Regions from separate parts of the Mus musculus genome. Here region 2 is linked to region 1. A link is a contact called in public HiChIP or PLAC-seq data. All regions are on one chromosome and are shown on one strand. The core of a region is the stretch at or near the end of the contact, and the rest is flanking DNA. Distances in the headings are between cores, read along the strand shown.

The links. HiChIP or PLAC-seq counts read pairs in DNA pulled down with a chosen protein or histone mark.
Region 2: a contact with region 1 is called in an HNF4G HiChIP or PLAC-seq map of pancreatic cancer cells. The contact joins the enhancer-like site here to the promoter of Atad5 in region 1. A contact is called at or near these places in 1 of 39 promoter capture datasets (liver), 1 of 115 datasets of contacts at active chromatin or transcription factors (pancreatic cancer cells) and 3 of 9 other capture datasets (adipose tissue, liver and pancreatic islet).

What each region holds. Positions count from the first base shown.
Region 1 is chr11:80,086,971-80,091,556 of GRCm38.p6, reverse strand. It overlaps Atad5 (ATPase family, AAA domain containing 5), which reads right to left and starts at 2,157. Exons shown (of 23, transcript NM_001029856.2): 1 at 1,721-2,157. The coding sequence starts at 1,786.
Region 2 is chr11:79,608,399-79,612,984 of GRCm38.p6, reverse strand. The region is part of intron 1 of Rab11fip4 (RAB11 family interacting protein 4 (class II)); the gene reads right to left. Rab11fip4os1 (RAB11 family interacting protein 4 (class II), opposite strand 1) reads left to right here. Exons shown (of 3, transcript NR_003283.1): 3 at 4,046-4,586. Among named protein-coding and RNA genes, the nearest start is that of Rab11fip4os1, 12 kb to the left of the region's middle. Within about 2 kb of position 1,829, at least 167 of the 459 cell types and tissues checked have an H3K27ac peak or open chromatin away from gene starts, as enhancers often do. A contact at or near this core is called in pancreatic cancer cells and pancreatic islet, where this site is marked.

The DNA.
Region 1 (4,586 bases), core at 908-3,407:
TAAAGATCCTTAAACCTGGCCTAGAAATTCACTAAATTAAGCAAATATGTTGTGGTGATGGTTTGATTAAGAATGCCTACCATAGGCTCATATATTTGAATTATTGAATTTTGGGGGTTTTTTTGTTTGTTTGTTTGTTTGTTTTTGTTTTTGAGAAAGTTTCTCTATGTAGCTTTGGCTATCCTGGAACTCTCTCTAGATCAAGTTGGCCTCAAACTAAGAGATTCACCAGCCTTCTCTTCTCACAAGTTGTCCTCTGATCTTCACACATATGCTGATCCTGGCACATACAATAAATAAATAAATGTAACAAAATAATTTTAAAGGGTAAGAAGAATTTGTAAGGGGTAAAAATAACATTCAAAATAACTGGCAGGAATAATAAACGATATTGGGACAAATTTTGACCATTTAGATAAATGAGGTAAAATTAAATATGTTGAAATAATAAGTGAATTAAAAGTGAATTTATTATTATCATCTTTAAAGCTTTGAGATGGTATCAGAGGCACCACACAACAGACACTCAAGTAAGATCTAAGTTCAAGTACTAGACCTGACATCTACTGGTATGGAAATCTTAAGCAAATTAATTTTTAAAATATAACTTGGGGCTGGAGAAATGGCTCAGCGGTTAAGAGCACTGACTGCTCTTCCAGAGGTCCTGAGTTCAATTCTCAGCAACCACATGGTGGCTCACAACCATCTGTAATGAGATATGATGTCTTCTGGTGTGTCTGAAGACAGCTACAGTGTCCTCATTTAAATAAATCTTTTAAAAAAAAAAAAAACTCGATTAACGGGGTGTGAATGGTGCATTCCTGTGATCCCTGAATAAGCAGGCTGAGGTGAGTAGGTGATGAATTTGAGATGTGCTGTGCTACACAGTAAATAATATAAATATTCTGTAGCTGAAAAAGTTACTTAATTATAAAAATTAAGAATTAGAATTTAAGTGAATACACATCTTAGCTCACTTTAAGGGCACCAGAACACATCAGAAAGCTAGCCTGGTATATGGTGTATAAAAACCATAGCATCTCTGAAGAGGCACAAGCCTGTAATGATGACAGAAGAAAAAGTAGGTCAGAGATGTACTTTAAGATCCTAAAAACTACTTCTAAACGGCATAGAATATCTTTATAGTTGTTTAGTATATATTTCTCTTTCTTTCTCAGAAAGCAAGGGCTTCCTACATTAAGCACTGTCCTCTACTTAGTGTATTCTCTAAAACATGGTAAATATTAAGCACCTACATGTCACTGAGACTCTTAACTACATTACATTAAGCTCTGCGGTCACGGTAAGTTCCTTACTTGATCCATTTAAGTGACATTCTAAATGGAATTCCTAGGACAGGTATTAGTACGGGACTAGCTGAACTTAAAGCTTCATCTTCTTCGCCGTTCTGTGATCCCACATCATCATGAACAAAGAAAGTGACCCTGAAATCCTTGGTGACATGCTATTCCACCAACGTTTCAAGGACCCGGGAACTGTAGTTTTCAAATCCTGACTTAACAACCAGCCCGAAAATATCTTAAAATGCCAACGCTTTTGTGAGAGCTTTACACGGCACACTGAGGCAACTATCCCACACAAAATTATGACTGTGGGTCATCGTGTCCCTCCTTCCTCGTCCCAGAAGCACGCAGGACTCCCCCCATCCTCACGCCACAATTCCCCAACACTGGCAGAAAGGAACTTGACGGATCCTCACCTCAATCTCGTAGTCCTTCACAGGAAGGGGTGCTGCAGCCGCCGCCATGCTCAGGACCCCCACCATGATCTCTGCCTCCTAGAACCCGGGCTCCTAGGCCCTTCAGAGGTCCGGCCCAGCCTGGCTGGAGGCCATAGGGGCGGCAGGTCCAGTGGGAGCGAGCTGCGAGCCGGGGAGCCCGTCTCGGGTCTCGTAGAGACCACCGGCCGGACGCGAGTGAGAGGCTGGGCCCAGGGCCGCCGAGTCAGACTCAGACAGAGATGTACGGGAAGCCCGGGCTCAGGCCCCGAGGTGGCGGCGGGACAATACAAGGTGCCCCCGGGGCAGATTCTCCAGAATAAGCGCTCGAGCCCCACAGAACGCAGATCGGACTAGTGGGGCTTCGGCGGGAGTTCTGTCAATTGGGTTTTCCCGCCGTCCGGAGCGCAGGGGGCGGAGCCTACGACCGCTGTCGGAGGCTGCGCAGACGGTGAGCCGCGAAGGACAAACTACTTCCTTTGGCGAATCTGCGCGCGATTGTAGCAATTTTAGATTAGGAATCTAGTTGAATTTCAGAGATTCGCACTTCCATGTTAAAGTTTGACTTATTGAAGACGTGTTTTGTCTAAGATTACCTAATCATTTGGTGGCCGAATTAACTTAGACTTTAGCCGTTCTTTTTGTTTGTTTGTTTTTCAAGACAGAGTTTCTCTATGTAGCCCTGGCTGTCCTGGAACTCACTCTGTAGACCAGGCTGGCCTCCAAGTGCCGGGATTAAAGGCGTGTGCCACCACTACCCGGCGACTTTAGCTATTCTTAAAATTATATTTTTGAAGCCAGGAAGTGGTGGTGCACTTGGACGGCAGAGCAGCAGATATCTTTAAGTTTGAGGCCAGACTACGTAGAAAGTTCCATTTCAGCCGAGAGACTCTGTCGTTATATAGATAGATATGTAGATAGACTGACTGACAGAAAGACAGACAGACAGAAGATAAAAAGAGATAGAGGAGCCAGGCAACGGAGGCACACTCACACCATTAATTCCAGCACTCTGGAGTTAGCAGAAACAGGCAGACCAGCAGTTTGAGGCCAGCCTGGTATACAGAGAGAAATCCAGGACAGCCAAGGCTACACAGAGAAACCCTATCACGAAAAATCTAAAAAAGGAAGAAAAGAGGCAGCCAAAAGACACCTCATGTTGATCTCTGTACTCTGCATGTATGTATGTACATCTGCACTAACCCACAGGAACATATTATACACATCACACACACAAATATATTTTTTCTTGTTTGTTTGTTTGTTTGTTTGTTTGTTTTTGAGACAGGGTTTCTCTGTATAGCCCTGGCTGTCCTGGAACTCACTTTGTAGATCAAACTCAGAAATTCACCTGCCTCTGCCTCCCAAGTGCTGGGATTAAAGGCGTGCGCCACCACTGCCTGGTGTGTATATATTGGAGGCCAGAAGAGAACATGGAACTGGAATTACAGGCAGTTTTGAGCTACCATTGTGGATGCTGGAAACCAAACCAAGGTCTTCTGCAAGAGCAACAAAGCCCTTTACAACTGAGTCATCTCTCAGGCCTCAGAAAGCATGGGCTGGGCTACTGAGCTACACACCCAGCCCACAATTAACCATTATAAACAGTCTTTGTAAAACCCAGTCACAGTGGTTAAAGATTTAACTGCTGCTGGGGCAGTGGTGGCACATGCCTTAGTCCCAGCACTTGTGAGGCAGAGGCAGGTGGATTTCTGAGTTTGTGGCCAGCCTGGTCCACAGAGTGAGTTCCAGGACAGCCAGGGCTACACAGAGAAACCCTGTCTCAAAAAAAAAATCAAAACAAAAAACAAACAAACAAAAAAGAGCGTAGACTGCACCTGCAGAGGACCTGAGTCTGGTTGCCAGCACCTAAGTCAGGTAGGTCACAACAGTCCTTAGTTCCAGCTCCAGGAGATCTGATGCCGTGTTCTGGACTTCACAGGTATTCACTCACACACACCCACATACCCACAGACAGACACACAACTGCACACATAATTTAAAAATAAATAAAAATAAGAACAAGTAAGTGGACTGTCAATGTTGTTGGAGTGCCACAGAGGATCAGAGAGCTTGCAGCACAATCACGAAAACATCCCAGCCCCGTGGAACACACTGGGCATTGTGTGTATGGCTGGAATGCCAGCTCTGAGACCAGCAGAGATAGGAGGACAACGGGGCCCGGCCTCCAGCCTAACTGGGAAACCATGAGCCCAGGTTCATGGCTACTCACAACCATAGGTAACTTCAGGCCCAGGGGATCTGATGCCCTCTTTTGGCTTCCATAGGCACAAAAACTCTGAATGAATGGGGTACAGAAACATACATGCATGCAAAATATTCATATACATAGCACACATATATACACACACACATACATACACACACACACACACACATATACCAGGGGCTAATCGGATATAGTAGCACACACCTATAATCACAGCACTTAGGAAGTAGAGGTGAAAGGTCAGCAGTTCAAGATTATTCTTCACTGCACAGTATGTTTGAGGCCAGCCTCAGCCCCACGAAACTCTATCTCAAAAAACAAAAACAACTTAAAAAGCAAATAACAAAAAAAAAAAAAAAAACTGTCCCTGGAACCTCTGCACACCTGCTTTGCCTCAGTCAAAATTCTGTGCTTTAAACTTAAGGTTTCTGAGCTTCCATTGTACCTGATGCATTATGTTCCACATTTCCACTTAGTCTGTGCTGTCAGGGCTGGACTGTGAGAGCAAGCAGAGCGCCCCCTGCTGGTTTCGTTCTTAGTTGCTCTCTAAACATTTTGTGTCTGAGTGTGTGCTGTGTGTGCTTGTACACAGCCACATGATCCAGCCTTTCACGTAAG
Region 2 (4,586 bases), core at 580-3,079, 480 kb after region 1:
CAGTGCTGACTCTCAGGATCAACTAAGACAATAACTAAGCAAGGAATAACGAACGTTGCACCATGCTCGCCAAGGATGCTGGGTGAAAAGGTGCTTGCTTTGAGGGAGCTGGAGGGGAACAGGTTCTGGCAGGAATGGGCAGAGGGGCCTGCCTGCAGCTCCACCATCAAGGTACTTGGTCAGGAGTCTTGGAGAGCACCTTCTTCTTTATGCCTCAGTTTCCCTTTTTGGAAAAAAATGGAAGCGCTGAATAACACTAAATACCAGCAGCCTTGGGAGTCTATAGAGTTGGGGTGTCTCCCCAGGGTTGTTTGGGGTACACACGAGGTTAGGGAAGAGATGAAAACCAGAGTAGCCAGTGTCTCCCTCTAAGGCACAGGGCCCTGTGGAGGACTCAACCAATGTCCACAAATAATGGCAAGACCTGAAGCAGGTCCTGATGGCTGCTCTCCTCTCCTCCTGACCCACCCCTGTTTGACCAGGTGCACAGGATACCTCAGTCAGGGCCAGAAAGAGCAGACTGAGCCAAACCTGAGTTTGCTTTAGGCAAATGTCTGTTAAACCTCGGTTCACTGAGATGAGACAGGAAGAGAACTCTGCAGGGGTTCTGATGGGGGAGGGGTGAGCCAGTCATGAAAGGTTCTCTACCCTCTTTTCCTGGAGAGGATGCATCTTGGGTGACACTGGGGAAGAATCTTCCCAAAGGGTGATGCCTCCAAGCCACTTTAGGAAGCTACCTTTGAGCTGCTGTGCTTTCTCAACATAGCACACACACACACACACACACACACACACACACACACACACAGGCAGGTTTTTTTCTCTGCATTTGAGCCATATATGGGTTTTTCTTCCCAAAGCTGAGGGTCCCTGATGGAAAAACTCTCCTGGGCTGGTAAGAGCACCCACTGCAACTCATGGACCTGAGCTTGGAGCCTAGCAACCGTGTTGTAAAACGCTGGGTATGGCTTGCATGTGCACCCCCAGTGCTGTTGGGAGTGCAGACAGGGGCATCACTGGGGCCTGCTGGCAACCAGTCTAGCTCTAGGTTCAGGGAGATACCCTGCCTCAAAGGAATAAGGAAGAGCAGGACACCCACCTGGCATCCTGCTCTGGCCTCCCTGCTTATTCACAGGAGCTGAACCCTGCACACGCGCGTGTACACAGCACCCCTCCCCCTTCCAGGGTTTGTTGGTGAAAAAGATGAAGGAAATTTCAAGAGCTAAGGTGGTGAAGAAGGACTATTGGGACGTCTCTGGCTAGGGTAAGATACCATGAAAGGAGACCTGTCACCATGGCCCAGGCCACCCGTCCTGGGTAGTGTAGCCTCAGCTAAGCTGTGGCTGGAGCCCTTTCAAGACTCCATCCAGCATGTCCAGGTGTCACCAGCGGCCCCTTAATCAGTCTGAGCTGCTACAGTGCAGAGTCCCTCTGGCCACCCACGAGAGCTTTGTTTAGTGTCTGAATAGTAATGAAAATGACAGGCGTGTGGGTGGCCCCTGAAGTAGGCTGTCCTCTGTCCCTGCCTTCAGCAAACATTTCTTCAGCTCCACGGGGAGAATGACAAGCTCCCAGGAAGTCCCCAGGGAAAGGACAGATGTCCTGCTGTACATTAGGAGTAAAATAAAAATAGCCTTGGGAAGAGCATAAAAGCATGGAGGTGACTGATCACCCGCCCACACGTCTGGGCCGTATGTCACCCCAGGTCTCTGTGGTAGACAGAGCTGGGCTGGAATCCCCCCTTTTCCGTTCACCAGTGGTGTGAGCAAAGGCCAATGACTCAGCCTCTGAATTCCACCTCATTATCTGCTGGGATTTAGAAACACGCAGGCTCTAGAGAAGTAACACTGTCCCAACTCCCTGAGCTGCTCTCCTCAGAGGCTGCTCTCAGCAGACGCTGCTCTGCTGCGTGCTGGCTGGCGGCTGCATATTGGCTGGTGGCTAATCCTTCCGTTTCCTCTCACAAGAGTTTTCAATCTGCTGAATTTAAAAACGGAATTGGATCATTTAAGAACCCCAGCAGGGTGGTGGGGACAGTAAAAAAGGGAAGGCTCACAGTATTTCAGGGGTAATTAAGACAGAAGTGGCCATAAGGTCACCTCCTGGATGTTTCTGGAGTCCTGTTGGTGGAGATTTAAAGGAAGGAGAGTCCAGAGGGCTGGGGACTTCACACTGGGGCAGCCAGAGGATGTGACTGTGCTGGACCTAAAGGATGGACACAGCAAACATTCAGTTGTGGGGAATACCGGGGAGCAGAGAAAAGGTGGAGAGAACAAGAAGACATGGGAGGGGTGGACAGGAGCTCAGGACAGGCGGCAGTGGTACCAGCTGGTTGGGGGTGCAGCACCTGCTTTGGTGGCTGGAGAACACAGAGGGCAGGGAAGCTGGCCAGGAAGTCACCATGTCCTCTGCTGGGGGTGAGGGTAGTGATTAGCAGGGGCTCAAGGACCCAGGTTTGTACTTAGGAAGGTGCTGGAAGGTATAGGGGGGGAAGACAGGTAGAGCTTAATGAGGCCAGTCCAGTCCAGAAGAGAAGCCAGGGCCATGTGGGGATGGAAAGAAGGAAGTTTGCTTCTGGTGTGACAGACACAGGGAGGCCAGGTTGACACCTAGGGGTCATTTCCTGAATCTCTATAGAAAAGGAGATGGTGACCAATGCACCTGGGGCATCGGGTAGGTTTTGGTCGGCCAGGGTGGCATGTCTGCCTGATCACAAATCCAGGTCCCCTGGACTCTCAGACACAAGGCCCTCCCGGCCAGTCTTCCATTGTCTCACTGATGACACAGACCGGTCTGCAAGGGCAGCCGTGGCAGAAGAGGGAACTTGTCTCCACCAAGAGGACACGGGTGGCTCTGGCTGACTGTGAGGGACAAGGTTTTGTCCTATGGCTTCAGTGACCTGCTTCAGGGAAGGCCACAAACACAGCTTCTTCTCTCGGTCACTCAGCCAACACCAGCCCCCAGGTGTGCTGAGGTCCACAGGGTGCGGGCAGATGAGTTTGAGGCCCAGGGTACATCGGGGTACATGATAGCTCAAAGGCACAGCCACCACCGCCCTGTTCTCTCAGTGGGGAGGAAAGACATGGATACCCCTACTCTGAGCTACTGACAGGACAGAGACTGGGAGACTCTCGACCAATCAGTTGGGTGGAGGTTCTCACTTTGCAAGGCTGCTTTTCGGTCTTTCCCTTTTTCTTTTCCTTTCCTTTCTCATTTTTTATTTTTGTTTTTATTTATTTATTTTGAGGCAGGGTCTCAGGTAGCCCAGGTTGGCCTTGAACTCCTTATCTTGTGTCTACCTGTAGCGTGTTTGGGATTAGTGCTGCCTGTTACTGTACACTGTTTATGCCTGTCTCCATGAAGTGCAGGGAATCAGAGCTTTGTGCATGATAGACAAACATTCTACCAACTGAGCTACATCCCCTGGCCCTCCCTCTTGAGCCTGCCTTTCTAACTGCTCCTAGCACCAGGCCAATCCCAGCCATCCTTGGACTAGCAGAGTTCTAGTTGACATTGATGGCCCAGTCCTGAATTCTGAAGCCAGGTCCAATCTATGCATGCTACTTGCTTTGGTTTTTTTAAGGTTTAGGAAGATTAAGAATTAATGAGGGCAAGGCAGGGCGCACCCCTGGGAACTGTTTCCTGGCTGTGGGCCAGGGAGCTCAGCCTGTAAGGGGGAAGAAGGACACTTGGACAATGCTTCCCCAAGGGAGGGGCACACTAGGGGTCACACCGTGGGCAAGTGGTCTCTGGTATCCTCCAGCCCAGTGTCAGGGCCTCTGTGGACACTGTTGATTCTTTTGGGTTTTTGTTGTTGTTTTTTGTTTTTCAAGACAGGGTTTCTCTGTGTAGCCCTGGCTGTCCTGGAACTCACTTTGTAGACCAGGCTGGCCTCGAACTCAGAAATCCACCTGCCTCTGCCTCCCGAGTGCGTGCGCCACCATGCCTGGCTGATTCTTGGGGCTGCTGGAGGGGCACTGTTCATCCTAGAACTTTACTGGGGTTTCTCCCACACTCAAATGAAATGCCTTCCTCTCTTCCTCAGAAGCTGCAATTGGGCTGAAGACCTCACAGCCTCTGGGGAATCACGTTTTAGCTTCCGAGGCAAAACAAATTAAGGCAGCTCCAGCCAGAAGCCCTGGTGCCGCTCCTCCACACGATGAAGGAAAGGTTACAGGTCCTGGGAGAGGACCATAGCCTCACCACCCACCCAGACACAAACAAACTGTAGCCCCCTTGAGCCTGGGGTTTTCTCCTGTGAAATGACCAGGATGCAAAGGCCAACTTGCACTGTAACCATGGAGACCAAGGAGAATTTTGGACTTGAAAGCTATTGATTTGAGCAGTGGCTTATTAAGAATCCTGTGGGAATCAGGCAGGCCCCTAGGAAGGCTACTGGGGGAATGGTGTCCTGCTCACCAGACAGTTTCTGTTCTCTTGAAATTCCACAGGGGTCCTGAGTGGAACCTCAGTGCCCACAGGCCAGGCAAAGGACCTGCCCCCACCAGCCCATCGACCAAAGGGGCCTGCCTTAGGTATTTCTGTATTGTGGTGATAAGACAGCATGACCAAGGCAACTTAGAGTT